Regions from separate parts of the Mus musculus genome. Here regions 1, 2, 3, 4, 6 and 7 are each linked to region 5. A link is a contact called in public HiChIP or PLAC-seq and promoter capture Hi-C data. All regions are on one chromosome and are shown on one strand. Each heading gives the region's core, a stretch centred on a gene start, on an enhancer-like site or on the middle of the called end of the contact. The rest is flanking DNA. Distances are from core to core; before and after follow the strand shown. Region 1 holds the start of Snx22 (sorting nexin 22). Region 2 holds the start of Cln6 (ceroid-lipofuscinosis, neuronal 6). Region 3 holds the start of Plekho2 (pleckstrin homology domain containing, family O member 2). Region 4 holds the start of Rbpms2 (RNA binding protein with multiple splicing 2). Region 5 holds the start of Dis3l (DIS3 like exosome 3'-5' exoribonuclease). Region 6 holds the start of Fem1b (fem 1 homolog b). Region 7 holds the start of Snx1 (sorting nexin 1).

The links. Promoter capture Hi-C pulls out the DNA fragments that hold promoters and counts their contacts. HiChIP or PLAC-seq counts read pairs in DNA pulled down with a chosen protein or histone mark. Capture Hi-C pulls out chosen DNA fragments and counts their contacts.
Region 1: a promoter capture Hi-C map of liver shows a contact between it and region 5, with 2.5 times the contacts expected there. The contact joins the promoter of Snx22 here to the promoter of Dis3l in region 5. A contact is called at or near these places in 2 of 39 promoter capture datasets (liver and pre-B cells) and 1 of 9 other capture datasets (liver).
Region 2: an HNF4G HiChIP or PLAC-seq map of pancreatic cancer cells shows a contact between it and region 5. The contact joins the promoter of Cln6 here to the promoter of Dis3l in region 5. A contact is called at or near these places in 1 of 39 promoter capture datasets (liver), 1 of 484 Hi-C or Micro-C datasets (B cells) and 1 of 115 datasets of contacts at active chromatin or transcription factors (pancreatic cancer cells).
Region 3: a contact with region 5 is called in a promoter capture Hi-C map of erythroid cells, with 18 times the contacts expected there. The contact joins the promoter of Plekho2 here to the promoter of Dis3l in region 5. A contact is called at or near these places in 2 of 39 promoter capture datasets (erythroid cells and liver).
Region 4: a promoter capture Hi-C map of pre-B cells shows a contact between it and region 5, with 2.7 times the contacts expected there. The contact joins the promoter of Rbpms2 here to the promoter of Dis3l in region 5.
Region 6: a contact with region 5 is called in a promoter capture Hi-C map of erythroid cells, with 29 times the contacts expected there. The contact joins the promoter of Fem1b here to the promoter of Dis3l in region 5. A contact is called at or near these places in 1 of 39 promoter capture datasets (erythroid cells), 1 of 484 Hi-C or Micro-C datasets (B cells) and 1 of 115 datasets of contacts at active chromatin or transcription factors (large pre-B cells).
Region 7: a promoter capture Hi-C map of liver shows a contact between it and region 5, with 4 times the contacts expected there. The contact joins the promoter of Snx1 here to the promoter of Dis3l in region 5. A contact is called at or near these places in 2 of 39 promoter capture datasets (liver and pre-B cells).

The regions. Positions count from the first base shown.
Region 1 is chr9:66,067,875-66,072,042 of GRCm38.p6, forward strand. It overlaps Snx22 (sorting nexin 22), which reads right to left and starts at 1,885. Exons shown (of 6, transcript NM_001379335.1): 1 at 1,732-1,885; 2 at 1,300-1,383; 3 at 812-916; 4 at 253-347. The coding sequence starts at 1,806.
Region 2 is chr9:62,836,559-62,840,508 of GRCm38.p6, forward strand. Cln6 (ceroid-lipofuscinosis, neuronal 6) reads left to right here and starts at 2,227. Exons shown (of 7, transcript NM_001033175.3): 1 at 2,227-2,396. The coding sequence starts at 2,323.
Region 3 is chr9:65,578,785-65,582,629 of GRCm38.p6, forward strand. Plekho2 (pleckstrin homology domain containing, family O member 2) reads right to left here and starts at 1,303. Exons shown (of 6, transcript NM_153119.3): 1 at 1,154-1,303. The coding sequence starts at 1,165.
Region 4 is chr9:65,628,715-65,632,660 of GRCm38.p6, forward strand. Rbpms2 (RNA binding protein with multiple splicing 2) reads left to right here and starts at 1,868. Exons shown (of 8, transcript NM_028030.3): 1 at 1,868-2,183. The coding sequence starts at 2,115.
Region 5 is chr9:64,339,339-64,343,075 of GRCm38.p6, forward strand. Dis3l (DIS3 like exosome 3'-5' exoribonuclease) reads right to left here and starts at 1,919. Exons shown (of 17, transcript NM_001001295.2): 1 at 1,655-1,919; 2 at 141-294. The coding sequence starts at 1,793.
Region 6 is chr9:62,809,025-62,813,068 of GRCm38.p6, forward strand. It overlaps Fem1b (fem 1 homolog b), which reads right to left and starts at 2,624. Exons shown (of 2, transcript NM_010193.4): 1 at 2,034-2,624. The coding sequence starts at 2,281.
Region 7 is chr9:66,122,887-66,127,020 of GRCm38.p6, forward strand. Snx1 (sorting nexin 1) reads right to left here and starts at 2,000. Exons shown (of 15, transcript NM_019727.2): 1 at 1,721-2,000. The coding sequence starts at 1,879. It overlaps Ciao2a (cytosolic iron-sulfur assembly component 2A), which reads left to right and starts at 3,725. Exons shown (of 5, transcript NM_026635.3): 1 at 3,725-4,084. The coding sequence starts at 3,961.

The sequences.
Region 1 (4,168 bases), core at 635-3,134, 1.7 Mb after region 5:
GAGACACTATAGCCCAGGAGACTCTTGCTTCTATTTTGTAACAAGCCCAGTTCCGGAGGTGGAGGCAAGGCAGTTAGAGTAACCAAAGCTGTCCACCAAAAAGCAGCCCCTGTTCCAAGTCAGGAAAGGTGATGAGGGAAGCGGTGTATCAGAACCAGGCCAGGGCCCAGTCCGTTCAAAAAGGAAAAAAGCTTATCCTAAAGGTTCCCTTTGCGGCCGAGGGCCTTGCCACGTGAGCAGGGTTATCCTTACCTCCAGCTGCTGGTCTTGGAGTCTGTAGGGAAATGTCTAAGTCTCAAGAATTCCAGTAACTCCTTGGGCACATCCTGATTCAGGTACAGGATGCCCTAGAGAAGAAGGCAGAGAAAGTCTGCAATCAGATAAGATCCAGCTACTAATTGCACAACCCATTACAACAATTTTGAGGACATTTGTTCCAAAATAATGAAGACTTTCAAGGCAGTAGAAATAAGTATTAGCCCAAACTCAGGGTCATCCTAAGGAATGAACCGCAAAGACTAGCACCACAAAGTGGGCAGGCTAGTCAAATAACTATCACTGTTAGAGGAAGGAGTCCACACACACCTCATGAAGAAAATACAGGAAAACACCCTAAGGGTGAAGAATCTACTCATTGGATTATTCAAAACTTTCAATAACCCAGATAGAAAAGTTCGTACTCATTTGGATAAAGAGCCTGAGATACTGAATAACAACCCCAAGTTGTGGGACCCAACACACTCCCACATCTCTAACTGGGTCTCCCCTGGTCCCTCAGACTTAGGGGCAACCAAGTGTACCCCGTGCACACCTGGATGTAGGTCTCTAATCCCTGCCGGCGCTGTTCCAGTCCTCTGGTCCTCCAGTTGGGCAGGCGTTTTGAGGGAAAGTCAGGCACTTTGTACCGTTTCTTGATCTGTACATCAGTTACAGAGGTGAGTTCCCAGCAAAGCACTCAAGCCCACTGCATCTAGCTGAGGACTTTCTCCAGTCCTCTCTATATGTCTGTCTTTAAGCTTCAACCTGGGACAGCTGGCAAGAGGTGGTTGGGACAGAAGTGACAAGCCAGAGAGTGGAAAGGACGCACACGGACAAGGTCAGTCTGAGCTGAGCTCTAGCCATTGCGTCCTCCCCGCGAGGGGCCCTGCAGCCCAGGGGGAGTCGCCTATGATCTGCACCCTCCTGGGGGCTGGGACAGTAATGGGGGTGACCAACCAGAAGCTGGGATCAGAGCTCTTTCTCATGCCACCGAGGGACCTGGCCTGGAGCCAAATCGGTGGGTAGTCCGCGACATCTCACCCGCTTGTGTAGAGCGTGGAACTCGCTGTAGCGCCGCGGCACGGTGTGTCTGCGTCCGCTGTACAGCACCTCCACTTGGAACACCTGGCGGGCGGAGGAGTGCAGACGGCGGGTCCAAAGGATGCAGTAGGACCCGCGCCGCGAGACGCGCCCAATTTCTGGTGTTAGAAAGGCACAAAGCCGACTTGGCGTGCCACCATCAGGGAAACCCCTTCCGAACCCCAGACACACCTGAAAGAAAAGGGTAACCGGCCCTCCCCTCTGCTCCAAGCGACCCCTCAAGAGCCCAAACCATTGTCCAAGGGGCTGGCAAAGCCAAGTAACCCCGAACCTTTGCGACGAATGTCCTAGCCCTGAATTCTGGGTCCCTTTTGCGCTGATCGCGAAGATAATCGGTAGATCCCCGCACACACTCTTCGTCCATTTGCTCACCATGTGGCCTTTCTCTGGACTCTGCCTGGGCCCTTCGGCCTCGGGCCCCACCGAGGGAATGTGAACTTCCAGCATCCGCGCCCCGACCCGGCTGCAGCCTCTCCCGGATCGAGCGCTTGGGCACCCGAACTCCCTGGAGCAGCCAAGCAGCCCTAAGAGGCTGACCCGCCCTCGGGCTCCAGGCCCTGCCCCCGGGCCGTAGGCTCCGCCCCACTCTCTGGATTTTTCAGCCCCAGGCTCCACCCTCTGATACGGGAGCCCGCCCTCGCCACGCCCAGGGTGTTCCCTGGCTCACTAAAGTCCTGAGGCCAGAAGATAACACCATGGGTCGCCATGCAAGGGAAGGAACCTTCAGCAGGGTCACCCATTTGTCAAACATTTCCCTAGTATCCCAGGTAGTCAGCCGAGGTACATTTTACCTGGTCTCTCTAAAATTTCACCTGGTCTTTGTTGAATGTCCTGGATGCTAAGGTGTCAGAGGAAGGCACAGTGGGTTTCAGGTCTGGGCTTCCGGTTAGGACCATCCTTGTTCTTAGAGAACCTAGCCACCACAACCTTCCCTCTTTCATGTGGTCCCTGGTAGCACCACCTGAAGACTCCAACTGAGGTAGTGCCGGGGTGAGGCTGGGATCCATTCTAGCTTTGATGAGCACCTACAAACCATTCATTTATTCCATCCACCCGTCCATCCATTCATCCTTCCTACCTTAGCATGCCTAGTTTGCTTCAAGCTAGTGTATGGGGAAGAGGCAGTTTAAAAACCCAGGCTTGGCACTGAAAGTCGAATGGCCTAGATATCAAGAACTGTGTGGAGTTTCTGCACAGCTGTAAAGCAGGTAACATAAGTATAAACACTGAGTGAAGCTGGGCGGCACGGGCCAGGGGTTCCACTTATCTATGAGGCTGAGGCAAGAGAATTGTTTGAAACCAGGAATTCAAAGTCAGCTTGAGCAACTCAGCCAGGACCCAATAGTGGCTTCCTTATGGGCTTGTTCAGCTGGGATGGATGGGTGATGATGGACAGATAATAAGAAGTAGGTACAGAAATGTGTGTAGAGAAGAGGAACAAAAATGAGTGTAGAGGCGGTGGCCCCAGCTGCTCTCATCCGCCCTGCTGGTCTTCTTCAGAATGTAGTAGGATTTTTGTTTGGCACATTGCTTAGTTTGGGTTTGGTTTTTCTAAATATGTAGATACGTTTTCTCTGTGTAGCCCTTGCTGTCCTGAAACTCCATCTTTAAACCAGGCTGGCCTCTAACTCAGAGATCTGCCTGCCTCTGCCTCCCAAGTACTGGGATTAAAGATGTGTGCCTGCCTGGCTATAGTAAGATTTCAAGACAGAATGATCACTTCATGTGTAAACACAGAAATGGCTTCCATTTCTACCTCAGCCCCACACTCCTTACTGGGCTCTAGGTAAAGTGCTCAATGGCCCAGTGTTCTGTTCTCAAACTGGGTCATGTGTGATGGTTATTCTGAATTGCCAACATGGCTACAGGTAGAGTTAACTAAAAAGACAAAACAAACAAACAAAAAAAAAAGACCACCAAACCGGAGTTTTGGTTAACAGCAGGATCATTTGAGGTAGGAAGACCCACCCTAAATCTGGGCCACACCTTCTCAGGGCAGCCTCTGTGAAGCGCAGGGAAGAAAGAAACTTTGGCTTCTTTGCTGCCTGCCTTCACTCGCCGTCAGGGGCAGATCCTGCTGTTCAGGCTTTCCTTCACTGGTGTTACAGCCTGCACTGGGATCCAAACACACTCTAAAGAGCAGCTGAGACAGCCAGCCTCGTGGACTCTACAACTACCGGATTCCTGGGCTTTCTGTTAATAGACAGTCATTGTTGGCTAACTGAGCCACAGCCTGTAAGCCACTCTAATAACTCCCCCCACACAGGGAAAGACAGAGACAGAGAGAGAGAGAGAGAGAGAGAGAGAGAGAGAGAGAGAGAGAAGAAGAAGAAGAAGAAGAAGAAGAAGAAGAAGAAGAGAAGAGAAGAGAAGAGAAGAGAAGAGAAGAGAAGAGAAGAGAAGAGAAGAGAAGAGAAGAGAAGAGAAGAGAAGAGGAGAGAAGAGGATAGAGAGGGGCTCCTAATGGTTCTGGTTCCCTGAATACATTTATGTAACTGAATGTGGGTGTCTTAAAAACTTGGCAACAATAGCATTACCCGAAATGTCTCAGCTGTAATTTGAGATTATTGTGAATGAATTGCTGTGTAGTTTTTTGGTTGCTCGGTTTTTGTTTTGTTAATTTTTATTTTATTTCAATGAGTACACTGTAGCTGTCTTCAGACACACAAGAAGAGGGTGTCAGATCTCATTACAGATGGTTGTGAGCCACCAAGTGGTTCCTGGGAATTGAACTCAGGACCTCTGGAAGAGCAGTCAGTGCTCTTAACCAGTGAGCCATCTCTCCAGCCCGATTGGTCTGTTGTTATTC
Region 2 (3,950 bases), core at 977-3,476, 1.5 Mb before region 5:
AAATGTAGCATTTGGTAGTTACCACAGCAACAATCTAGTTGTGGCCTCTGGGCTGAAGAGAATGATTTTGAGGCAGAGAGCCCCAGCCTCTCATGGTCAAGCAGTCCATGCAGGTCTGACCAAAGTAAGGAAGAATAACTTTCATTAAAAAAAAAAAAAATTCAGAGTTCAATGCCCCTGTACCATAAAAGGGGACCTCAGAACAGGCTGATATACATAACCAGTCTGGGAGTTGGCTGATATAGATAACAAAGCTCAGTTGGTAGAGTGGTACTGTACAAGCATGAAGACCCCAGTTTGGATCCCCAGGTGTATGCAGCACATTTGTAATCCACAGAGACAGGTGGATCTCTGATGCACACTGACCAGCCAGTCTAGCCAAATTGATAAGCTCCAGGCCCAGTGAGATCCCTGTCTCCAAAGACAAGAGAAACAACCAAGACAGACACCCAGTGAAGACCTCTGGCTTCCACATGCACCTGCCTGTACATGTGCACAATCTCCAAGATCACACAATCACCACACACGAGTGCACACACACACCACACCACGCATACACATGTACAAGTGCATGAACGCATACATGCTCTCCAACAAAACCAGCCCAACAGAGCCAGATAGTCTGCAAGAGGCTCATGCATTTCTCAAAGCTATAGATGAAATAGCTCACCCTTTGTTACAGATGAGTAAACTGAGTCTGGGAGAGGCCGAGCAATTTATCTGACCTCTGTGACACTGGTCCCCAGACAGTGTGCCTTGCAGATACTTCTCATGTTTGGCTTCTGTTCTCTTTTCTCATTGGGACATTGTCTCCTTGGGTTCTGGATGCCATCTATGTTCCTGCGGCTCAATCTATCTGCCAGGCTCCTACCGACCGACATGGCGTCTGAGCTTCACACCCATGGGTCCAACAGCATCCTGACCCAACCAAAGCTTCGTGGGTCCAAAGATGACGTCTCATTTACCTGTGCTTGCTCCACCCACTTAGATGCAGCGCCTGGTCACATCTAAACTCCTCTCCCCTTACAGCCATGCATCCGAAGAAGATAGCTCCCACACCACTGGGCATGTCTCACCCCCAACCCCCCTTTACTGATACAGTCCAGGACCCTCATTAGAACTTGGTACCCGACAGGCTGCACCTCCTCCATCTCTGGTTCTGCCTCTGGGCTGTGCCTGAAATGCACACATATGCCAGTCTCTTGCCAGGGCCCTTCCTGAGGTTCTCAGGGATTGGGGGCTCCAATCTAAACCCCTCTCTCCCCCATCTCAGCCAGTCTCTCACTCCCCTGAGCAGCGTGGTTCTCACACAACTTTCCACTCCTCCATACCAGCTAGTCTCTGGACAGGGTGTGGGAGGAGGAGGGGTGGGTGTGTGGGGAATTCTGGCCGTTCCCTCTGCCTGGAGCTCTTTCCTGTCTCCAGTTCATACTTCTCTGTCAGCTATCCTTCCTGTGATGCCTGTTTGGCCTTACTGCCTCTATGGCTACACAACCCTCAGAACTTCCTCCACCATTACCAGAAGCTACGAACAGAAGCGCTTCTGAACAGGGCTCATAGGTTCCTGCACAGAACTTACGAGGTTCTTAACACAATTGAATGAGGAAGGGGTGTGTGTCTTTCCCCAACGCCAGGACTGGATTCTGGACCACCTCGTTGTCCTCCAACTAGGAGAGAATTCACTATTCTCTTCACCTATCAAAGCACAGTGGATAGTTTATCGAGCAGTCTTTAATCTGAGGAAGGAGGGCTCAAAGACCCCGGGTCTTCTGATGACCTCACAGCTTGGTCATTCCAGGTCCCCGGTTCACCTTCGTCCAGTACCCTCAAGCCCGGCTAGGCAAGGCTTCCTTCCTGCAGAAATGCAGAGAACCCAGGAAAAAAACAAAAGCAAGCAAACAAACAAACAAACAAGACGCCAGGCTTCCCCACTGGAGTGCAGATTCAACTAAGACCCAAGACCTCTGGGACATAAGTTAGGCCCCTCCTTCTCAAACAAAACACGCCCTCCAGCTGTCTCCCTCCACCTCCGCTCTCTCATTCCTCCTCCCTCCTCCCCACACTCCATCCTCCTCTCCGGTCTTGCCCCAAGCCCCTCCCTATCCTCCTCCCTTCACCAGTTCTCCCCCTGCTCTTTCCTCCAGCTTCTCTCCTCCCTCCTCCCCTCCAGCCTCCAGCTCCTCCCCTCCCCTCCCGCCCGCCCTGGGGCCCCGCGCTCGCTTCCCTCTCTCCCGCCCAGCCTTCCCCGCGTTGGGCGCCGAGGCTCCGCGCGGCCCGCGCAGCCGTCTCTCCTCCCGGAAGGCGAGGCCGAGCGTGGCGGCCATGGAGGCGGCGACGCGGAGGCGGCAGCTCCTCGGAGCGGCGGGCGGCCCCGGTGTCGCGTTCGTGCAGGCCAGGTGCGCGCGGAGCGGGGACAGGGAGGCCGCGAGGGGCCCCAGAGTTTGAGAGACCTCGCCAGGGTTAAGGAAACCGCAGGGATAGGCTACTCGGGGGCCACCCCGGCCAGCCTGGCTGAGTCCCTGTGCCACTTCCAAGTTTTTAGGAACCTCCTGCTCTGGGCAAGACTGTGACTCTGCTCTGAATCCGGTGGCTCAGGGCCCAGGGAAAGTGGGCCGTTAACCGGGGACAGCGTGACTCTCCCATCCTGAATGAGAGACCCCTTCCCTCAGAGGGGAGATGTTTGGGGTTTATCTGGCTCGACAGGGCAGAGCCAGAGGCGCAAAACCCGCCCTTTCATCTTTTCCTCCAGTCTGCCTCCATCCGCTCCACTGACCAAAGCATTCCCGCCTGTCACATGTATTGATTAAACACCTGTCATGTGCCTAGCGTTGTGCCAGATGGCAAACAGGAAAGTCTGAGCCAAAGCAGGTGACAGCTAATTCTGGAGGGCTTTCTGGAGTTGAACAGTACAAGACTCTGCAGAGGACAGACACTTACTGCCGGGCATGGTGGCAATGCTTTTAACCCCATCACTCAGGAGGCAGAGGCAGGTTTCTAGGGGGATGTAATCCAGTTGGTAGTGACTGCATAGCATGCAGGAAGTCGTGGTTCTTCCCAGGCCACAGAAACTGGACATGGTAGACAGTGGAAGGATGTGAGGAAACACAAGGACTATACATACTAGTGTTGGACATGTCACACGTGTAAGAGAAAATCAACGACAGGGGCTGGACCAACTTTAAAGTGCCCTGAATGTCCCAGAGTTGGCCGAGAAGGCCCTAGAGTCTGAAGTTGGAGGAGGCACCTACTCTGGGTGGGGAGGCTGTTCACTTTGAGCAGGAAAGACCCCTTACCTTCCTCACCTGAGTGACCTGGTAAAAATGTATATTCCATATGCCACAGGTACCAAAGAGCCGTGGAGAGATTTGAGCACTCATGTGCACCAGGTGAATTTTAGGAAGTCCCTGGCACTGTTTGGAATGGTGGGGGAAGTTCTGGGAGACTGGGTTGAGGGCAGCCTTTTCATAGTTCCGACTGGGGAGCAATTCTCTGAGCATGTGCTGTGCTGCCTCTGGTAACATTTCTACCTGGTGGTCATCCTATGAGCTCTCCGTGGCGTAGTCACAGGGTAGCCATCTTAGTTTGTATATACACGTCATCAGGGCAGATTTGCCCTTAGGCACATTATTGAGCAGCTTCTTGTCACTTGAGGGTCCCTATACTCTAAGTATTAGGTCATCATCTCTGACTGATAAGGAAGTGGTCCAGTGTGCAGTAAGGAGGTGCCTGACCAGACTGAGGCTCAGGCTGTAAAACGCCCAAAAACCTTCTACAAGTTCAGCAGACATTCCACAAGCTGCCCCCGGCACTAAGGGGATCAAAACCATCTTCCATATTTGTGGCTGTCACGGTTGTTCTACCTGTTATCTGTCCATCGACGCTACAGTGTTTACATTATTTAAGCTGTCTTTGCTTTTTGTGTTTAGACAGGGACTCTATTACATAGTCCT
Region 3 (3,845 bases), core at 53-2,552, 1.2 Mb after region 5:
CTGGGGACCAAAGCAGATCAGGAGATGGAGTAATTCTGACCCACATCCTCTGGGAGCACGGGGAGGGGCTTTGGACAGAGAGCACAGCCATTGCAGGAGTGGAACCGAGGGCAGGCAGCCGCCATGACAGCAAGGAAAGAAACCACAGCAAAACATAGTGGCCTGACTTTGACCCCTACCTGTACCCACTCTGAGTGCAGGGACCACAGTTAGGTCTAGCGGAGGAGGGTAGGCCCTGTGTTTCATAGAAGAGGAAACCCGGGCTGAGAGGGGAAGTGACTTATCTACCACCTCACAGAAACTCGGGGTCTAGCCTAGAGGGAACAGCCAGCCTTGCAGTGACTCCAGGAAATACGCAAGTGCTCACTGACAGGAATACGGATGGCTGAGCTCACTGAAGGCTCCCCAGCTGGCCTGGGTGGCTACAGGAGGGAAGGCTTCATCTTCTTCCCCGCCCTTCAAGGGATAAGAATGTCTTCTTACTCGTGCAATAAGTGACTGCTGTATACTGAATACTTGGATAACGAGAATGTGGCCAAAATCTAGTTTGTATGCAGAGGGCAGAGGAGGCCCAAGGGACGTTGCTGATCCAGTCCTTGCTACCGGGAGACTCAGTTGACCTGACCCTTCAACTAACATCCTCTGATAGACACAGCTCAAGAGCACTGGGAACTCTGAGATATTTACACAAGGAAGACAAAAGCAATTTCTTCGTTCCTGCCATCAGGCTCCGTTACAATCTCAGATTTCTTGAAAACAGTGACCCAGGACCCTGAAGAACTTCCCTCCCCTAACACACACCTCAGAAGCAGACCTGGCTGAGGCAGGCAAAGAAAGCCAAGAAAGGGTGTAACGGGATTCAAGCACAGCAACCCTGTCTACTTTCAGCAAGTCACCCAACTCTCCAGAGCCTCAGTCTCCCCATCAATCCAATGGGAACCATGACAGGCACTGTTTCCAGTTGGTAAGAAACGCCCAAAACATAACTGAGGATGCTGTCGGCGGGATGCAGACGAGACCTCCATCCCGCCCCTACCCCATTGGTCCAGGTTCTGCTTGAAGGGAAGGACTGTGCAGAAAGACCCGTGGAAGTAGGACGGGCAGCACCCGAGCCCAGCACTCTTGTTCCGTCTGGCCCAGCCCTCGCCCTCACCTCCTCCTCCATGGCGAGTTTGCAAGGTCCGGCGGCTTCGCCGCTTACTGCTGCCCGCGTTGCGCGGGCTCCGCTTGCTCCATCTACGCGCAGCCGGGCGGCGGCTTGCTGTCTTCTGTCCCGCCGGGCGCCCGGGGCCCAAGAAACTTCGGGGGGCGGGGCTGGAGCCGGGGAGGGGCTTCCGGGGGCTGGGGGCGGGGCCAGGGAGGGATACAGCGGCCTCCAAGCCCCCGCCCGCAGCTGGGTGAGGAGCATGGCCGGGTGGGGGGTTCAGGGGCGGGGCCAGGGCGGATCCTGGGCGGGGCCTGTCTTCAGCTCCGGGAATGGACGGAAGAACCTAGGCGGAGCTGAAGTAGCAGGAAGAGGGCGGAGAGAGGTTTCCCGGACCAAAGCAGGGAGAAGGACTGGGAGGGGGTAGAGGCTAGGGAGGTGGGGGATACGGAGGGGGAGGGGGCTTCCGGCCCAGAGGCGGAGGCGAGGGATGCTGGCGGGGTGGGGCAGGGCGGGGGCGGGGCGGGGCGGGGCGGGGGCGCGGCTGACCAAGCAAGCCCGGGAGGCAGTGGGTAGCTGATGCCTTTGAGGTTGCCTAACCCAGTGGGCCTGGGTTGCGGGGGACTGGATCCAGCTGCCAGGGCAGTTCAGAAATGAGTACACAAAGAGGCTCGTCCCCTTTCTTCCCCCAATTTGAAGTAGTGGCTATGGTCTTCGGTCTGTGGAACTTCAGGGTGGGGCCGGCCATGAGCTTGGAATTTATGACCAGAATCAAGTTTGGACTCGGTTCCTTAATAGAGGGTCTCTGAAATCCCAAACTCTGTGCTCTCCTTTCCCTCGTTCAACCCCTTTCTGGTTCTCATGTTGTGAGCCGACTCCATCACCCTAACTCCCTTCGGCCCTGACCTGACCACGTTGCTAGAGAGTGAAGAAACCCTTTAAGTTCTACCATGTACTTTTATTTTTATTTTGAAGAAACAGGCTCGGAGAGTGACTGTCACAGCCAAACCTCCAGCATCCCGCGCGCGCGCGCACACACACACACACACACACACACACACACACTATCTTTCCTAGTCAGGTGTGCTGCATGCTACAGCACCCAGAATTTTGTGCTTGTGGGATAGATTAATGATGATCTGTTTTGACTCTGGGTGACCTAACCTCAGCTACATCAGTTGACCAAACTTCTCTTTCACTGCCCTCTGCTGGCCTTTGGGCTCAGGTCCTTTTCAGTTCAACGTGAAAGAGGATGGAACACACTGCCCCTCGTGCCTGGAACTGGTCCTTACACCTAAAGGGTGGAGAGGGGTTGTGAGATGACCTATTGGTTAGGAACACTTGCTGCTCTTCCAGAGGACCTGGCTTTGATTCTCAGCACCCACATCGTGGCTCACAACTGTCTGGAACTCCAGTTCCAGACGATCCGAGGTTCTCTTCTGGCTTCCTCGTGTACCAGGGATGTAAGTGGTGCACAGACATAACTGCAGAAAAAACACTCATATACATAAAATAATTTTTTTTTTTTTTGGTTTTTCCAGACAGGGTTTCTCTGTGTAGCCCTGGCTGTCCTGGAACTCACTCTGTAGACCAGGCTGGCCTCGAACTCAGAAATTCGCCTGCCTCTGCCTCCTGAGTGCTGGGATTAAAGGTGTGTGCCACCATGCCCGGCAAATTAGTTTTTTTTAAGGATATAGAAAACAGTGTGCCAGGGCCACAGTGTTGAATAACAGTTTCCTCCAAGATTGAAACATTCCATCCTGCACAGAGTTCCTTGGACAGGAAGATAAACAACTCAAAATAAAATCCCACTTGTACAACTCAGGAGGCAGAGGCAGGCAGATTTCTGTGAGTTCTATGAGACCAGGCCAGCCTGGTCTACAGAGTGAGTTCCAGAACAGCCAAAGCTACTCAGAGAAGCCCCATCTCTAAAAACCAACTAATGAAACAAACAAGCAAGCCCCATCTCTTGCTGTTTGGAGAACAGCTTATAATTAGAGTGAAACTAGCCATCTATTGCTGTGATTTCGGGTAGAGGTGTGTCATGGTTTGAATATGCTTGGCCCAGGGAGTGGCACTATTTGGAGTTGTGGCCTTGTTGGAGTAGGTGTGTCACTGTGGGCATGGGCTTTAAGACCCTCATGGTAGCTGCCTGGAAGTGAGTATTCTTTTTTTAAAGATTTATTTATTGATTATATGTAAGTACACTGTAGCTGTCTTCAGACACTCCAGAAGAGGGAGTCAGATCTCGTTACGGATGGTTGTGAGCCACCATGTGGTTGCTGGGATTTGAACTACAGACCTTCGGAAGAGCAGTCGGGTGTTCTTACCCACTGAGCCATCTCATCAGCCCCGTGAGTATTCTGCTAGCAGCCTTCAGATGAAGATGTAGAACTCTCAGCTCCTCCTGCACTGTGCCTGCCAGGATGCTGCCATGTTCCTGCCTTGATGATAATGGGCTGAACCTCTGAATCTATAAGCCAGCCCCAATTAAATGTTGTTTTTTATAAGAGTTACCTTGGTCCTGTGTCTGTTCACAGCAGTAAAACCCTAACTAAGACGAGATGACAGCATGCTGTGGTGTGGAATGAGAATGGGAGGACATTAACAGACTGTATACATTTTGGAGGAAGATAAAGTTTTAACGGTAGGTAAGGAGGGAAATCAAAGATAGGGTGTAGGTTTTCAACTGGACCCCCAA
Region 4 (3,946 bases), core at 618-3,117, 1.3 Mb after region 5:
AAGATTTGCAGGAGGGGAAAGTGTGGTAGAGGTATCTGAGGACGCACAAGATTGAAAACACCTGGAGATGCTGGAAGCTGGAAGAACCTTAAAACTCTGGGAAAGTGTAGCACCTAACCTCGGATTATCAGTGCCTGACTCTTGCAGAAAGCAGGGCCTGACCCAAGCATTAGCACTAGTGTGTGTAGTGGCAATTCTGTGTTACCAATAAATAAGTATAGTCAAGTACACAGGCCCGGGTCACAGTAGGGGTTCAACAATTACTTCCCAAATGGGTGAACATATCATTGGCAAAACCTCCATTTACTTATCCGTGAGATGACAAGTTATCAGGGAGTCACAGCACAGCTCTCACGCATGATGGAGCTAACTCTATTTGGCAGGTCCGCACAGGGAAGTCCCCAGGGACTAAGCCAATGCCCAAGGTCAAGGTTCCTAACTGGTAAGGGGGCTGCAAACCAAGACTTTTTTTCACCTGGACCGCCTCTGAGCGCGGCCTCACGCCCCGAATCCCGCTACCAAGACTTAAGTTCCGTGCTTTGAGTCGGGGCAGTAGATCCCACCGGGAGACACCTGAGCCGAGCCCAATCCGCTCTCCTCTCAGCTATGGCTGCTCAAGGATTATCGGGGACTGCGGCTGGGATGTCTCAGTGCACATAAAGGAACCCATGGGCAGGGGCGCACGAAAGAACCCCAGTGCTCTGGCGGCTCCGCAGGGCAGTCAGGGCCGCTACTCTTCCAGTGCGACTTCAGGTAGGTGCCGGTTTTTTACAGGCTGCTGGCAGGAGACGTCCTGGTCAGCATTTATTCGGCCTGGGGGAAAATCCGGCCCTGAGGCCGCCCCCCCCCCCCCCCCCCGCCACCACTGGGTGGGAGTCTAGGCGACCCCGCCCTAGGCGTCAGCCGGCTCTTCCCTCCCCCACCCTGGGGTTCGGAATTGGAGCGGAAAAAGAACGAGCCGTGAGAAGTCTTAAAAGCGGGGTGGAGGTAACGAACGGAACCTTCTAGGTTAGTCGAGGTACCCCCCCTTCCTGAAGTTAAAAAGGATTGGGCTTCCTTCACCTCCTCTTTTGAGGTGACGGAGGTTGTGAGAGTGAGGAAAGAATTTGTATTCTAATCCCCACCAACTGGGCTGGAATCCTCTGGCCAGATAGGGGAAGTGATTTCCTCAAGGTCACTCAGCCAAAAAAAAAAAAAAAAAAAAAACTCTCGGTGACTTGCTCAAGATCAGGTGTTTGCCGCCCTACCCCTTCCTCGCCTTCACCCCCAAAACCCGGTCCCCGGCTGCTTCGCGCGAAGAGAACCGCTGGCCCGGACCCGACAGGAATTCGGGGCGAACGATGTGCTCGCGACAGCCTACACCTCCACATCTGGGCATGAAACCGGGAGCCCCGCTGCCGCCGCCGCCGCCCTCGCCCTGGCTGGGGATGCAACGTGCGGGTCACCTCAAGCTCCACCCAAGCCCGCGCGGCTCCTTTAAGAAAAGTTCTCTGAGAGAGTTCATCAAAGTTTAAAAAACTTGTCTGGGAGAAGGGAACGGTGGGGTGCAAGGGAGCCGAGTCGGGGAGAGAAAGGGAGAAGGGGGTGGGGGTCGACCAAGGAAGCGGAGTCGGGAAAACGCCGGAGCCAAGGAAGGCAGAAAGGCCGGAGCGTCGCGGCCCGGGCCGGGGCTGGGGACCGGGCCGGGGCCGGGGCGAGCCCGCACTGGGCTGCGGGGATTGGCTGCGCGTTCCCCCGGAGACCGCGCGCGGGGCGGGGGCGGGGCGGGGGAGGGGCGGGCCGGGCCCCAGCTGAGGCCGGTTCCGGCGCCCGCCCCCTCCTCCGGCGCCCGCCCCCCGCCGCCGCGAGCGCACTCGCGGGCCGCCCTGAAAAGCCGGAGGCGGTGGCCGCACGGGCTCCGCTCCCTCGGGTTCCCGGTGCCTTGCCCCTCCGGCCGCCTCCCGCACCCGCCAAACTTAATGTGATCCCCCCCCCCTTTCCTTTCTCCGTAGCCTGACGCGGCAGCAGCCGCTTTCCTCACCAGCTCGCACTCTCCTCGGGGGCGCACGGCTCGCCGTGCCCCTGCCCACCACGGGACAGAGCGTCCCGCTTCCCTCTCCGCGTCCCCCCTCACCATGAGCAACCTGAAGCCGGACGTCGAGCACTGCACGGGCGCGGGCACCGGCAGCCCGCTGGAGGAGGAGGTGGGTGTGCGGCCGCGGGAGCCGGCGCGCGTGAGGTGCACGCGGGGCCGCGGGCGGCGCGAGGTCCTGCGGGCCACCGCTCCTGGCGCCTTCCCTCCGCTGCCCTTCGCCCTGGGGAGGAGCAGCCCATGTCCAGCGGGCGGAGGCGTGCGGCCTGAACTAGCCCGGCGGGGCCGGCATTGTCTCCCCGCCCTCCGGGGCTCGAGGAGGGCGCGCGTCCCCGTGGTGGGCTCGGGGCGCCGCGGAGGTCCTACTCCCGCTGCCCTCCTTCCCCAAGCCCGGTGGGGCTTACGCTTCGCCTGAGGCGCGCCTCCTGGGTGGCCTGGACCTCCGCCCCGACTGTAAGGAGCTGAGAGGGATTATCCCGGTGGGTGCGGGAAGCTGGCTCACCCTCCAGCCTTTCCACCTCGCCCCCTCCCCGTGACCTTGGAGGCCTGGCCGGCTGCCCTGCGCTTAGGTTAGAGCTGTGGTCTCAGTGGGCAGGCGGGCTTTTCGCCCTGTCTCAGAACTTGGGCTTCTTCAGAGAGTTGAGCCGGCAATTTAATTAAAGTCGGAAAAGAGAGAAGTTAGAAGCCTTGAGTATCCCCTGTTCTCGCCCTTTGACCTAGTAGCCAAGCCAGTACCCCACACTGGCCAGGGTGGGATCTTCCAAGGAGAGGTGACATAATCTTGTCCAGCTGCCCTATGCAGAAAAAGAGGTTATGAGACCGCGTCAAGGAATCATCACTGCTCGTGGTTTTATCGCCTGGTGAGGACGACGTACTTGTGGGGGATAAAAAACCTTTAAGGTAACTTCGAGTGGAAACTAGGCAGGCCGGCTCAACTACTATGGGTTCTAGGCTCCTAGGGAGCTCTTTAACGTATGCTGTGTCACTCCAGGGCTGAGAGACCCTTCCTGCCCCGCCCTGGCATACTTTTGCCCAGGAAACCAAGGGCCAGTTATCCAGCCCTAGGGCCCTTCCCCTTGGTCTGGGGTAGAAACCGCAGAGGCCCTGATGTTTCTTACTGGTTGTGCTAATGAGTTGGTGCAGAATGACCCACTGTTGGGCTGGGCCAGCAAGAGGCCTGCTACCAGCTTCAGTGCACCAGTGGCATGACATCTTGAGACATCTTGATAATCTAGGTTTGGATCCTGGAACAAGGAGGCAGGGAATTATATGCAATGATTCACTCAAACGATGGAAAATGGAAGGGGGGAGACCGCTCCTGAGGTCTCTACTAGTAGCTCTGGAGTGAGTGGTAGCTGGTCTTGGTTACTGTTGGCTTTGTCCTCTTTGAACCTTTGGGGCCCTTCACCCCATCCTGATCTAAATGGTTTTTAGAGTCTCCTCTGAGAGTTGGAAGTGAGGAGTGTGTTGTTTGCTGTTGTGTCTGTGATCTCTGCTTGTTTCCCCACCCCCTTGTGCTGAAATTTCGGGGAGGGCAAGTGCTTCCTGAAGCTGTTCCAGGACCCCCAAATTATGCATCTTTTAAAAGGTTGGCCCTCAGCAGGGACTTCACACTTAATGAAAGGCTGACCAGATCCTCAGACCTGTTCTGTTCTGTCTGGGGAAGGGAACTAGCCATATGGTCACAGGGAAGAGTTGGAAAAAGTGTGTGGGGCCTGGCTACTTTTAAAAATTGTCTTTCTGGGAGAGAGGGCAGGGTATTCAAAAAGTAGAGCCACTGCTCTTTCCCCTAAGGACTGGTGATAGGCCTTGGTGATTCAGAGAGTTCTGAGTGGTACCCGTAGAGGGACATGGGCTTAAATTTAGTATTTAGCA
Region 5 (3,737 bases), core at 669-3,168:
ATACCAAATTAGTTTCAAAAATCCTTTCTGACAAAATAATGAATTCCTCCTCTTTCCCTCTAACAAGGGACCTTTTCTAAAGGGGGCAGGGGAACCGGTACTGAAAATAAATAAATAAATAAATAATGCAAAACAGATACCTCCGGCCTCTCTGGTGCTGCACAGCTTGACAGGCCGTTTGCATGAAAATAACTCCCTTCAACTCCGGGAACTCCAGAACCTCGAGGTAATCCTGGACAACTTTCCAGTCTGGGATCACGTAATGAGTGACTTCGGCAGCCAGGAGCTTCCCATCTGAAACATAATTCAGAGTGGAAGCCATTAGGTAACATTTTCAAACCTGGTTTATGACTATTTCAATGTCACAGTGCTCCCGGTGTGCAAAATAACTTCTCATCTTAATTTCACCTTGAAGTTTTTAAAAGACAAGACAAATCTACTTTGGTGGAGGCTCAAAGTTCAGCTCCATTGCTCCCCCTCCCCTCAGCTGTGATTAAATACAAGCCCAACATGGTTTATGTTGTAGCCAGCACTTCTTCGAAAGAATGATATTTTAAAAACAAGTACGTCCCTGGAAGAAACTAAATTTCTACTAAGCCATCACAGACATGCATGAGCACTGACTGCGTTGGCTACTTACATATCCATTATATCTCTATCTACATATACACACGTGTATATATATGTAAGGGCAAGAGTGCACATGTGTGTGTGTGTTGACCCCTTGTAAGCATCTAACAATTCCAAGGCTATTCGGTCTGAAGCTTCCTAACACGGCTACACGGTTCTAGGGTTGAGGAGAACGTCCTAAAAAGGATGCGCTGTTCAATCAATGGGCTTCCACTCAACTGACACCTTGGTCAAGCTGTGACCTCAATCATGTATTCTGAAAAGACCCCCTCACGCTCATCTCCCACTAGGGGTAACAAACAGCTGGAGGGTCTGCGTACTGGCAGGAGCAGAGCAGGCAATGTCAAATGTCCAGCCAGCGTAATACGCTCAGGAGTAAGGTGCCAATAGCATTTTCGGGCAGAAAGGAGGAGGTGCCTACGCCCTTAGGTCCCCCTGGAAAAACCGAAGCATCCGGTGCCTGCAGGCTCTTCCACTTAGCCCGGCTATTGTAGCAGGCAGGTCCGGAGAGGAGCGCCCCTGAGGCTGCAGAGGCCGGTCCTGCCTGTGCCGGCCACTGGGAGGGAAGACTGGACGCACCGGGGACGCTCCAGGGCCGCTCCCGGCTGCCCCAGTACCGCCGAGCCCAGACGGTTATGCTCGCTCCGGCTGCCTACAGTCCGCGAGGGTCTGGCTCCGCCCTTGATGCCAGCGCTAAGCCGCCCTCGCTGCTCAGCTTCCCGCTCTCCTCTCTCCTTGGGTCCCGCTTCCTTCACTAGGGCCCCGCCGCCATCGCGACGCCAGGCCGGGATTCCCTTTGCTCTTTGGGCCTCTGCCACCCTCGCTCCTCAGGCCTCAGGTCCCTTCGCTCGCGCCCGGCAGCCTTCGCTACGTCAGGCCCCGGCCTCCCTCGTTCCTTTGGTCCTGGCTTCCCTCGTTCTCCGAGTCCCGGCTTCTCTCGCTCTCCGAGCCCCGGCTTCCCTCTCCGGCTCCGGCCTCCCTCGCTCTTCCCGCCCGGGCCTTCCCGGTCCACCCCGGCTCTGACCGTTGCGGCAGGCGGCAGGCTGCGGGCACAGCGGGCTGTTGCAAGGCACGCTGGGCCGCAGGTAGTGTTCACGCACGATCCGCAGCGTCCGACCCTGGAAGGTCCTCAGCAGCAGCACCTTCTCCCGCTTCTGCAGCATGCTGGCGGCGTCGCCCGGCACTGTGGCCGGGAAGCGGCGGGCGGCGGGCGGCAGGCGGCAGGCTCAGGCGAGACCGAGGCCTGAGGCCCGCCCCTCGGGCCTGGTCGGGCAGGCAGCAGCGTTCACGTTCCCGCTACCGCTACCGGGAGCGACCTAGCCAGGGCTGAGAATCCTCCGGGCCCAGTCCTACTCGCGCCTTTTATTCCTCTCTGTGCCTTAGTTGTCCCCGGGCGGGAAAAGTGTAGATAAACTTCACCCGAAGAATCCTCGGGTGTGAAGGTAGGATGTGGCAGGTAGTCTAAGAGTCGAGTGTAAAAGGATTATTATTTTTATTTTTATTATTATTTTTTTTACTTTGTTTCTACCCACAGGCCCGTGTGCGAAGGGCTGCCATAGCAACAGAGGTAATGCCGGGCAGTGATGGCTCATGCCTTTAATCCCAGCACTTGGGAGGCAGAGGCAGGTGGATTTCTGAGTTCAAGGCCAGCCCGGTCTACAGAGTGAGTTCTAGGACAGCCAGGGCTACACAGAGAAACCCTGTCTCGAAAAACCAAAACAAAAAACAAACAAAAAACAAAACAAAAACCAGAGGTAATAACTGTAGAGTTTTCTCGTCCTTGTTTTTGCAGTATCTGAAAGAATTGAAAAGCTCAGCAAAAAAGCTGGTAACCCTGCTGGCCAAACCGGTTTTCCTCTTCAAAAATATGCTTATTTTAAATTTTAATACACGTAAACATTCAAACACTACAGATAAAATGAAAACCAGTCCTTCTGGGGTAAACACTCTACAACTTTTATAGCGCTGGCAGCCTCGGGCAAAGGACTTCTTAGAGCCGCTATTGACATGATCTCTAAGTACTGTGCTTGTAGTGTTTGACAAAAAGGACGGTATCTTGGGAGACCACACACCCTGGATTCTCCAAGCACTGAGCCCACTGGAGCAAGAGTATCATTTAGCTTCCTTAAATCAAAGGAGTGGGTGTTTATTTGTATCATTTTATAGGCTGTGAGGCTGCATTAAGGGAGCTTAAGTGCCCAAGGATACCTAGTTATTATGTTTCAGAACCAATCTTGAAGCTAGAAACTGCTCAACTTCAAAGCAGGTTAAGCATCATCTAGTCACTGGTGAATAAAAGAGAGAGCGCCTGCACCAAAGGAATTTACTGCTTGGCAACCTTTGGTTAATGTGGCTGGCCCAGTTGGCTGGAAACACCTGGTTCTTCCAACGCAGCTGAAATAAACCAGGACCAGTCTCTCATTTCACCCTAAGGGAATGCTAAAGGGTCATGGTCTCCTCCTCCTCCTCATATCTCTGTGTCAAATCACTTGGTGAAACTCAAGGTAGACTTGCACAAACAGGAAAATAATGTAGAGCTGGCAAACAGGCACCAGACAGTGCAAGGAGAGTCCCTAAAGCTCTCCACAGTGAAAGAGGCTCTCCCTGTCTAATACAGGAGTCAGTTCCAGAGAGACCAGAGGACAGTGAGTAGCCAAAATTGTTCTCTACATAAAAAATGCCTTAGATAACTGTCCACCAATCCCTCCCCAGCTCCCTTCCTATCTTTTTTAAGCCACTGATGCTATGGATTGGAAGAACGACTTTGATTAGGTACTAATCTGCCCTTAATATCTCTCCTCAGCACTTTGTAGCTAGAAATTGTCTGCAAATGAACCACCCTTTAAGGAATAGAGCATAGCTAGAGTTTTATTGAGAGTTGATTTTTATCAGTATTTAAAATAAGGCTGTAGCTTAGTTGGTACTTAGCCTCTCTTCCCCTCACACCCTCTCCTTTCTCTCTCTGCCTTTTTGAGACAGGATCAGGACATGTAGCTGAAGCTAGCCATGAGCTCTTACTTACCCCCCCCCCCCCAAGTGCTGGGATTCTCATGCACCCAGGCCTGGCTTTATCCATTATGTTGAGGACCATGATTCCTTAGTTCTTA
Region 6 (4,044 bases), core at 1,374-3,873, 1.5 Mb before region 5:
AATGGCAGATTATCTGTGATTACTAATGTTTGATTCTCCCCTCCCTTCTCAGCAAACTGTCAGCCTCTACAATGGAAGTCTCATTTGTCTCTGAATACAGACCCCTACCAAAAGCTTAGCACACAGTGGATGTCTGACAACTGTCTGTCTGCTTTAGAATTTCTTAATCTCACTAGTTTGTGCAGAATGGTGAACAAGATATTCAGGTACACAGGCTCAAAACTGCATTTCCAATCACGTCAGGAATCAGGCGGAGGGGTACTTGTTTGTTCTGATACAGGGTCTATGCAGCACTAGCTGGCCTGGAACCTTTATATACCAAGCTGACCTCAAATTTACATACGTTTCCTACTTCCCAATGTTGGGATTACAGGCCTGCATCACCACACCTGGCATCAGGTTCTTTTCATTGTCACCTCAAAACAGCTTTCTCGTCCATGATCTAAGACAGCAATGGCCAGAGCCTTTCTAAATTTGTGAGAAAACTAATTTCTTCCTGACAGGTTCTCTTATCAACCCAGATCTCAACAAGCTCCATAGCAACAGCTGCTACTACAGGGACTCATTCCTAACTTAATAGATATGAATGTTTACATAGTGGGGCCATCCTGCTTCAGGCATAGGTAAAGTTGTGAGATGCTGGAGATCTCTAGGACACAAAGCCAAAGAATAGGCATGAATCAGGTTGCCATCTTTGCTCATCTTCCTACTATCTACACTAGAACCAAATATAAGCTATGACCCAGGGGCTGGCATTTCATTAGAATACAACAGTCCAAATCATTTCCCTCTCATTTAAAACTGACTCAAAAGCTTTTATGGTTTAAGGAGGAAAAAAAAAAAAAAAAAAAACAAACAAAATTTAACATTCATCTTTAAAAAAAAAAAAAAAAAAAAAAGATGCTTTAAAGCCCACACCTATAATGGAAGCTAAAGCAAGAGGTTGGGGGATTCCAGGTCAGCCTGGGCTATGCAGCAAGACCTGGTTTTGGAGACCAGAAGTAGCAAAGAAGAAGGGAGGGAGGGAGGGAGGGAGGGAGGGGCTAGAGAATATAAGAATGCTTCCAAACAGGCTTTTTTGGTCAGGCAGTTTTTACTAACCAAAACTAAATTGCATTTCTATACGTAGATTCCACCTACTGCAAAAGAAAATGCTAAACTAGTAATAGCTTATTCATTTACAGGTCAACAAAAACCAATGTAAACAAAGCAAACTGAATACAGCTATATTATGCCAATCATTCCGCAATCGTTCAGCACAGGAAAAAAAAAAAAGGTATCAAACGTGACGACTCTGTTATCTTCCTCCGCCCCCCAAAAATATGTACAATTAACCTCAAATGAAAAAAAATATTAGAATAATAGTAAATAGTAAATTTTTGAACAATGTTAAGTGTTTGTGAAACCTTCCCACTGTATCACCCTATACATGTAATTTAGCAATGGCGTAACTTCTACGCCAGGCCCAGAGCCACCTGTACAGCCAAAAATATTGGCCAGCATTGTGGGAGAGTCAGAACCGTGCCTAGAGATGCCCAGCTGCATGACAAGATTCTAGGGGCTTATTTTAACAGATAGTCCCACGACCTGCTTGAGGCTCGATCCGACCACGGGAGGGGGGGAGCGGGAGGAGAAGGGATATGGAGAGGTTAAATGAAGCATCAAAAGGTCCTCAATTTTAATTGTTGATCTCGTTAATTTCCGATCTAGGTTACTACGCCAGTGCTGATATAAAGATACAAAAACCTAGATGGGCAGCCACCACTCCGACAGTGCGTGTTCGCTGACTAATGAAGACTATAGATCTCAAGACCCAGGGTGTGGCTACCACCTACAGGGGGAAAAGGGTAGGAGTCGATAAGAAAAGGCAGCAAAGCATAGCTCTGGGAGACGAGGTGGGCATCAATGGGGGTGAAGGGATATGAAAAAGAACTGAGTCCACACATGAAAACAGGGTTAATGAAGGATGAGAGGATCCAGGGCTTGGGAGGCCCGCGCGCGTCGGAGGGAGGATGGAGTTGGGATGTACCTACCCGTCGAAGCGGACGGTGCCGGTCTGCTGGGTCTGCACACGGTAGTGTTCTAACAGCAAGCGCACCACCTTGGCGTGCCCATTGCGGGCTGCGATGATGAGGGGTGTGGAGCGCTGTCCTCCCTGCTGACTGACATAGCCCAGCAGGTAGCGGATATCGCTCTCTGACCGGTTAAGGAGCAAGGCAGCCAGAGTGAGCACCTTGCCCTCGCTGGCCGCCTTGTACACATAGCCAGCCAGGCCCTCCATGGCCGCCGCCAACTCCAACACCCGTTTGGTCGCCACCGCTGCTGCTGCCTTGCGCCCCCGGAGGCCGCGTCCACCAGCACTTCAGACCCGGGCCCTCACAGCCCATTCAACAGGGCGCCGCCGCCGTGTCCAGGCAGCAGCGCGACCCAGGGAGGGCGGAGACGCAGAGGTGGCCGAGCACCGCCGGAGGCACAAGTGGGACCCGGCCCGGGCGGGGAGAAGGACGGTCAGGGCCGCCCCCGAGGCCCCAGGCACCGGCCCTGGGCCGAGGGGATCTCCATGGCGGCCGCCGCCCCGGGTCTCAGGCCGCCTCCTTCCTGCGGGCTGCGACAGGCGCGCGCCCGAGCTACGGGTCGCCGCTGGGGTCTCGAGAGGCCCGCGCACGCCCTGGATAGCGAGCGATGTGCACGCCTGCCCGCGCCGGGCCGGAGGGTCTGGAACGGCCTCCACTTAGCTCCTCGCCGCAGGAAAACCGCGGGCACTCGCCCACCGGCGATCGAAAGGGTCCGCTGGCGAGCGGGGCTCCCGTGAGCCGCGCGTGGGTGTTCGCGGACCGCGCCGGCAGCACCAGCACCGGAACTTAGGGCGGGAGGAAAGCAGCCGCCGCAGACGGAGCCGAAGGGAGGGAGGGAAGGCAGGAGTGGGAGGGACGCTTAAGTAGGTATTGCTTCCTAAACCGACCGGCGGGCAAACGAGGCTATCCTAAAGAAAGGTTCCGCTGTGCGCAGTTAGCTGAGCTCTGATGCGGGTTTGAAAGTCCCTAGTGCCCTTGACGCAAGTAGCCATCTCGCCCCCACAGGACCCTAGGATGCTTAGTCAAGGCTGGGGGCGGAGAGAAGGCTACTGAATCTACGGGCTAGAAAGCACATCCAGTTTTATGATTATTACTGTGGGATACTGTCTGCCAGTGATTCACGCGCGGGGGCGCGAGGTGGGGGCCACAGGAAAAGGGGAAAGAGCACCCAAAAGATCCATTTTTGAATAAGGGCTATTATGAGCCTCCGAAATTTGGGAGGGCGAGAGCCGCTTCACTGAAAAGCAACTGAAAGCCTCACCAGACCTCCCAGGAAAGGGGATTAAGTGTGTAAGATAAAGAGCTAAGAGGCAGCAGTCATAGCCAGATGGAACCAGTCTCTAGTCCTGACCCTGCAGAACCTCCGCTGTCTCACTTACACGTCACAGAATTGTTAGGATTTGAAAAGAGCATTTATCCAAAGAATGCTATAAGCCATTCACGTACAAGGCTTTGGTTAGCATCAGAGATTTCTTCATCTAGGCTAGGCCTTTCTCTCCTGGGGCTTGTGTGGTTGTGTGGAGAAAGCAGACAAATAAATGATGTAGAGTTGTTGGATTCATGTCATTACTATGAAACAAGGGCTATGGGTGTGGACTAGGAGACTTCGCCTGGGTGGTCAGAGAAGTCCTCTGTAACAGGTGCCTGAAACAGAGGCTGGACAATGGAAATAGTTCAAAGATCCTGAGCAGAAGACAGATGGTGAGCTCAGAACAGAAGCAGTGTGGCTGCTGACTGTAGGAAGAGTTCTAAAGGATTAAGTCAGCAGGATGCAAGTCATGTGGCCCAGTGACCTATGCAAACGGTTTGGTTTACTCTGGGATTGCATTTAGGGAGTTTTAAATAGAAAAGTGACAAGATGGCGCTTTTTTTTTTTTTTTTAAGATCACATGCATGCTCCCTAATGTGTGCAGAACATAGCCCAGGAAGCAAGAGTTTAGAAGTTCAAAGGCCAGTTAGGAGAGGCTGG
Region 7 (4,134 bases), core at 750-3,249, 1.8 Mb after region 5:
TTATAGGTTTGAGCCAATAGGCCCAACTTAATTTCTTAATTTTTCAGTGTTTTTCTTTCATTTTAACTGTGTAGAAGTCTAAATTCTTTGTCTCATAACTAAAGCATCTGTTAAAAATATAATTTATAACTAATGGTTGCTTAATAAAATCGCTTAGTGAAGCCTTGGTTTCTTGAAGAGTAGTATTCTGGGTCAAATCTAAAGATATCTAGCTACTGAGGACATAGTTCAGTGGTAGAATGTATAACTAGCATTTGCAACAAGCTGGGTTTGACCTCAGCACCTGCTTTCTGTGGTAGAGCAAAGTAATTCTGACTATCCTTCCCTCATTTTTTGGGAAGAAGACAAGAGATTTTTACAGTCTTAAGAAGTATCAAGCCTCCATCACTAACTGGATGAGGTCAGTAAAACCACAGTCTCGTGCTTTTTACTAAGAACTCTGGACAACAGCTCCTCCCTGCCAGTTTCAATTTTCAGGTATTTCACCCATCATCTCAGAAGTTACTAACAGTAGCTGTTCTCCATGATTTATGAGAGTAACTATATAAAGATACTTAAACAGAAATAAAGACTCCATTATCGGCAAGTTACTCTTTCTCAGAGTAGCAGACATCATTAGACAATCTGCTGTCATTAGCACCAGCAACCACTTTATGATTATAGCCTTCAATTTCTCAACATAGTAAAATTTTAACTACGGCCATGTTAAAAAAAACAAAAACAAAAAACCCTCCAAAATCTAAATTTTTTCTAATGTAAGGGGCACCTCCAAGTTTTCAGACACATGCTATATACAGAATTTAAAGTTATTTAACTCAGTCTGATACTGATTAGCTACTCTGAAGAGAAACAATAACCAAGAAAGGAAGATAACTGCATAGACTCGGTACTGAAGACGTTTCTAAGCTGGAACTAACTGTACCGAGTGGTATGAGTCAGTGTTCTCATAAAACAGCCCAAAACATCTCTCCTGGTGCTGTTAACCCATGACATTCCACACGGAAAGACAAGGAGGTTTTGGTTGTTTTGCCAGCAGCTAGCTCTCATTTGAAACCTAGATATTTATTATGGGAGACAGTTTTTCCCTTCACATTTACAGATCTGTTTCCAAGCACTTTAATGCATCCTTTTAACAGAAACAAAAGCTTTCTGATCCGTGTAATCTATTTCTCTCAACCAGCATTTGCCCTGATTCCTGGAGAGATCAAAGGAGTCACAACCTAACTTCCATAAACTAGTATCCAGAATGGGCTTTTGGTAATGACCAGGAAGTGCTGGGTATAACAGGAGGATCAGTGGGCGGGTCATGGTCCTTCCTAGATCACGTTTCCACTTTCGGTGCAATAAAACAAGGGAACTGATGGTCTGCACCTCATTTTCTAATTTGTCATGTTTAAAGTCAGTCTGCCCAGGACACAACCAGCAGAAATGCCCGCTGAATCCTTGGGGTAACCACACCTCTGGGCCAGGGGACGGCCTAGGTTGCTCTTGGCTATTAAGGATCCGTGGTGAAGCCACCACACCCCTCGTCTCTTCCCGCCCGGGCTTGGGCAGCCAGGCTCTAGGGCTCGTTTCCTACTCAGGGCCCTGGAGTCCTGATTGCTGACACCGAGCGAAGATTTCCCACCAGGCCCACTATCTTCAAAGCCCTCGAACCCTTAATAAGGGTTCTCTTTTGGGGGGCTCTTTTCTGTCTGCTGCCCCAAGGATGGGAACTCACGGCTGCCGCGGCGCCAGTGAAAATATCCTCCCCCTCGGTGTCGCTGTCCCCAGCCTCGGGTTCTGACCCCCCGGCAGCCCCTTCCGACTCCGGATCCATGCCAGGGAAGGGCGGAGGGAGTCGCTCCGAAGCGCTACAGCCACCACCTCCTGACGCCATCTTCCTCCACCCGTGGCGGAAGCAGCAACAACAACTTTATAGACAGTGCCGCGAGCAAAGCGCTCCAGCCGTGTGAGGTGCGCGAGGGCCGTTATGGACCCAGAGGGACCATCGGGGCGGAACCTGGGGGAGGGACCTAGGGCGGGGCCTGGGCTGCTGCTCAGCCAATCCAAGCACTGAACCGCAAGGCTGCACTGGGGCGGGCCAAGTAGGCAGAGGAGGAGCTAGAGGCTGAGGAGTTCCTCCGGGTCTTTGTGCCCTGCATGGCTCTATCTGTCACGCTTCTAAGGTTCTGTTTGAATAAAGTCTGTGACTAACAATGTTTGAAAACCTCTGCATGCCACCTGCTCATGCCAAGCACAGTGTTCTCTGAGAGATTCAATAAATATTTTTGATTGAGGGCTGAAACGACTGCAGGAAGTTTTGCCACTTAGTTTTTGGACATTAATTCATTTAACATATACAGAGCATTCACTGTGAGCTTGGCACCTTACTGTGCGTTTCAAATACAAACACAAAAGCTCCTGGCTCACAGTTTAATGAGGCAGTCTTGTAAGTCAACAATTTAAACACACTCAGTGTTACAGTGTGCAACAATAAAAAGAAGTTATCGATTTTTTGAGAAGCCAGGCTTCACACAAAGGGGAGATTTCCGTGTATTAAATTCGGTCCTTAAGAATTTTGGGTTATAGCCGGGCGTGGTGACACGCCTTTAATCCCAGCCCTCGGGCGGCAGAAGCAGGTGGATTTCTGAGTTCAAGGCCAGGCTGGTCTACAGAGTGAGTTCCAGGACAGCCAGGGCTATACAGAGAAACCCTGCCTCGAAAAAAAAAAAAGTTCCCGGAACTTAATCACAGGTTGGTGAGTCGAAGTCAACTAGAGTTTAAAGATAACATAGGTTATGTTATCACGGACTAATTTGCAAGATGATCCTTTCAAGGAGCTGAAACCTGCCACTAACACCAACAGAGGTGGTTTGCTTTTCTGGTTGAAACCACCTTAGGCAGGCCTGAAATTCTGTGTCCAAAGCTGGCCTCAAACTCAATGCTCCTCCCTCGGCCTCCCAAGTGCTGGAATTACAGGCATGAGCCACCAGGCCTAGCAAAGTTGGCTGTTTACAACTGCAAACTCAACATTAGGGGTGGATTCCCTTACAGATAAAGTAAACTGCCTGAAGGTCAGGAGAGTGTCTTAGTTTGTAACTTTTATTCCTGCATACACATTGTGTATGGCAAATTAAGTGTCTAATAAATATTTGAGGTGGAAACACAATCAACTCTGTAACTGGCACCCATCACAGCCATGAACACACAAAAAAAAGGTTAAGAAATGCTTTTTTAGGATGTTCATCTCCGTTATCATTACTACATAGTGAACACAGATAAAGTTCTCTCGCTGTAATTTGGGTGGTGGTCGATAGAAATCCTCCCCATGGAGAGAAGCTGCACTAAACTAAGTTTCTAGGAGATAAGAAAACTAAGCCTTCCCTGTCCGTAGGCATGCCTATCAACATTGGTCTTCCAAAATAACCCCTTTCACCGCAAAGGAAATCCACTTCCGGCCTGGTCAGAAAGTAAGAAAAATTTGTTTGGAAGTGGCTTCCTCTGAGAAATAGCTGTAGAGTCTCCGTTCTAGAATATCTTCCAGTAGTAGTAACCTTGATCTCCTTTCCCCTACCTCTTTAGGATTCATCTTTAGTTCTTCCTAGGAACTGAGTGGGGCATTTGGTGACGTATAACAGTCCGTTACACGATCCTCTGGCTAAGACTACAAGCCCCATATACATTTCGCCGCCGCTCCGCTAACGCCCCTTAGACATCCCAGCATGCAATGCGCCTAACGGGCCGTAAGGATTTTTCTGTGCCTTCTAAATCGAGCAGAGCATCTTGGGACATGTAGTCTTTACAGCTAATTTCCCTAGGTCCTTCGCGTTGCAGTTTTGAGTCCCGCCTATTCTCTGCTCCCCTAAACCTTTACACATGTCTTGGTTTATTTGAAGACCAGGAAGTTCTCTCTCGAGGTCGGCTGCGGAAAGACGGTGGCTCGGTTGGGACAGTCGCCAGGGATGGCGGAACGTGAGGATGGAGCGAGTGTCTGGGCTGCTTTCCTGGACGCTGAGCAGGGTCCTATGGCTCTCAGGCTTTTCTGAGCACGGAGCTGCCTGGCAGCCCCGGATCATGGAAGAGAAAGCGCTAGAAGTTTATGGTAATTTACCCAGGGCACTATTTGACGGTGTTTGAGAGGCGGCATTGGAG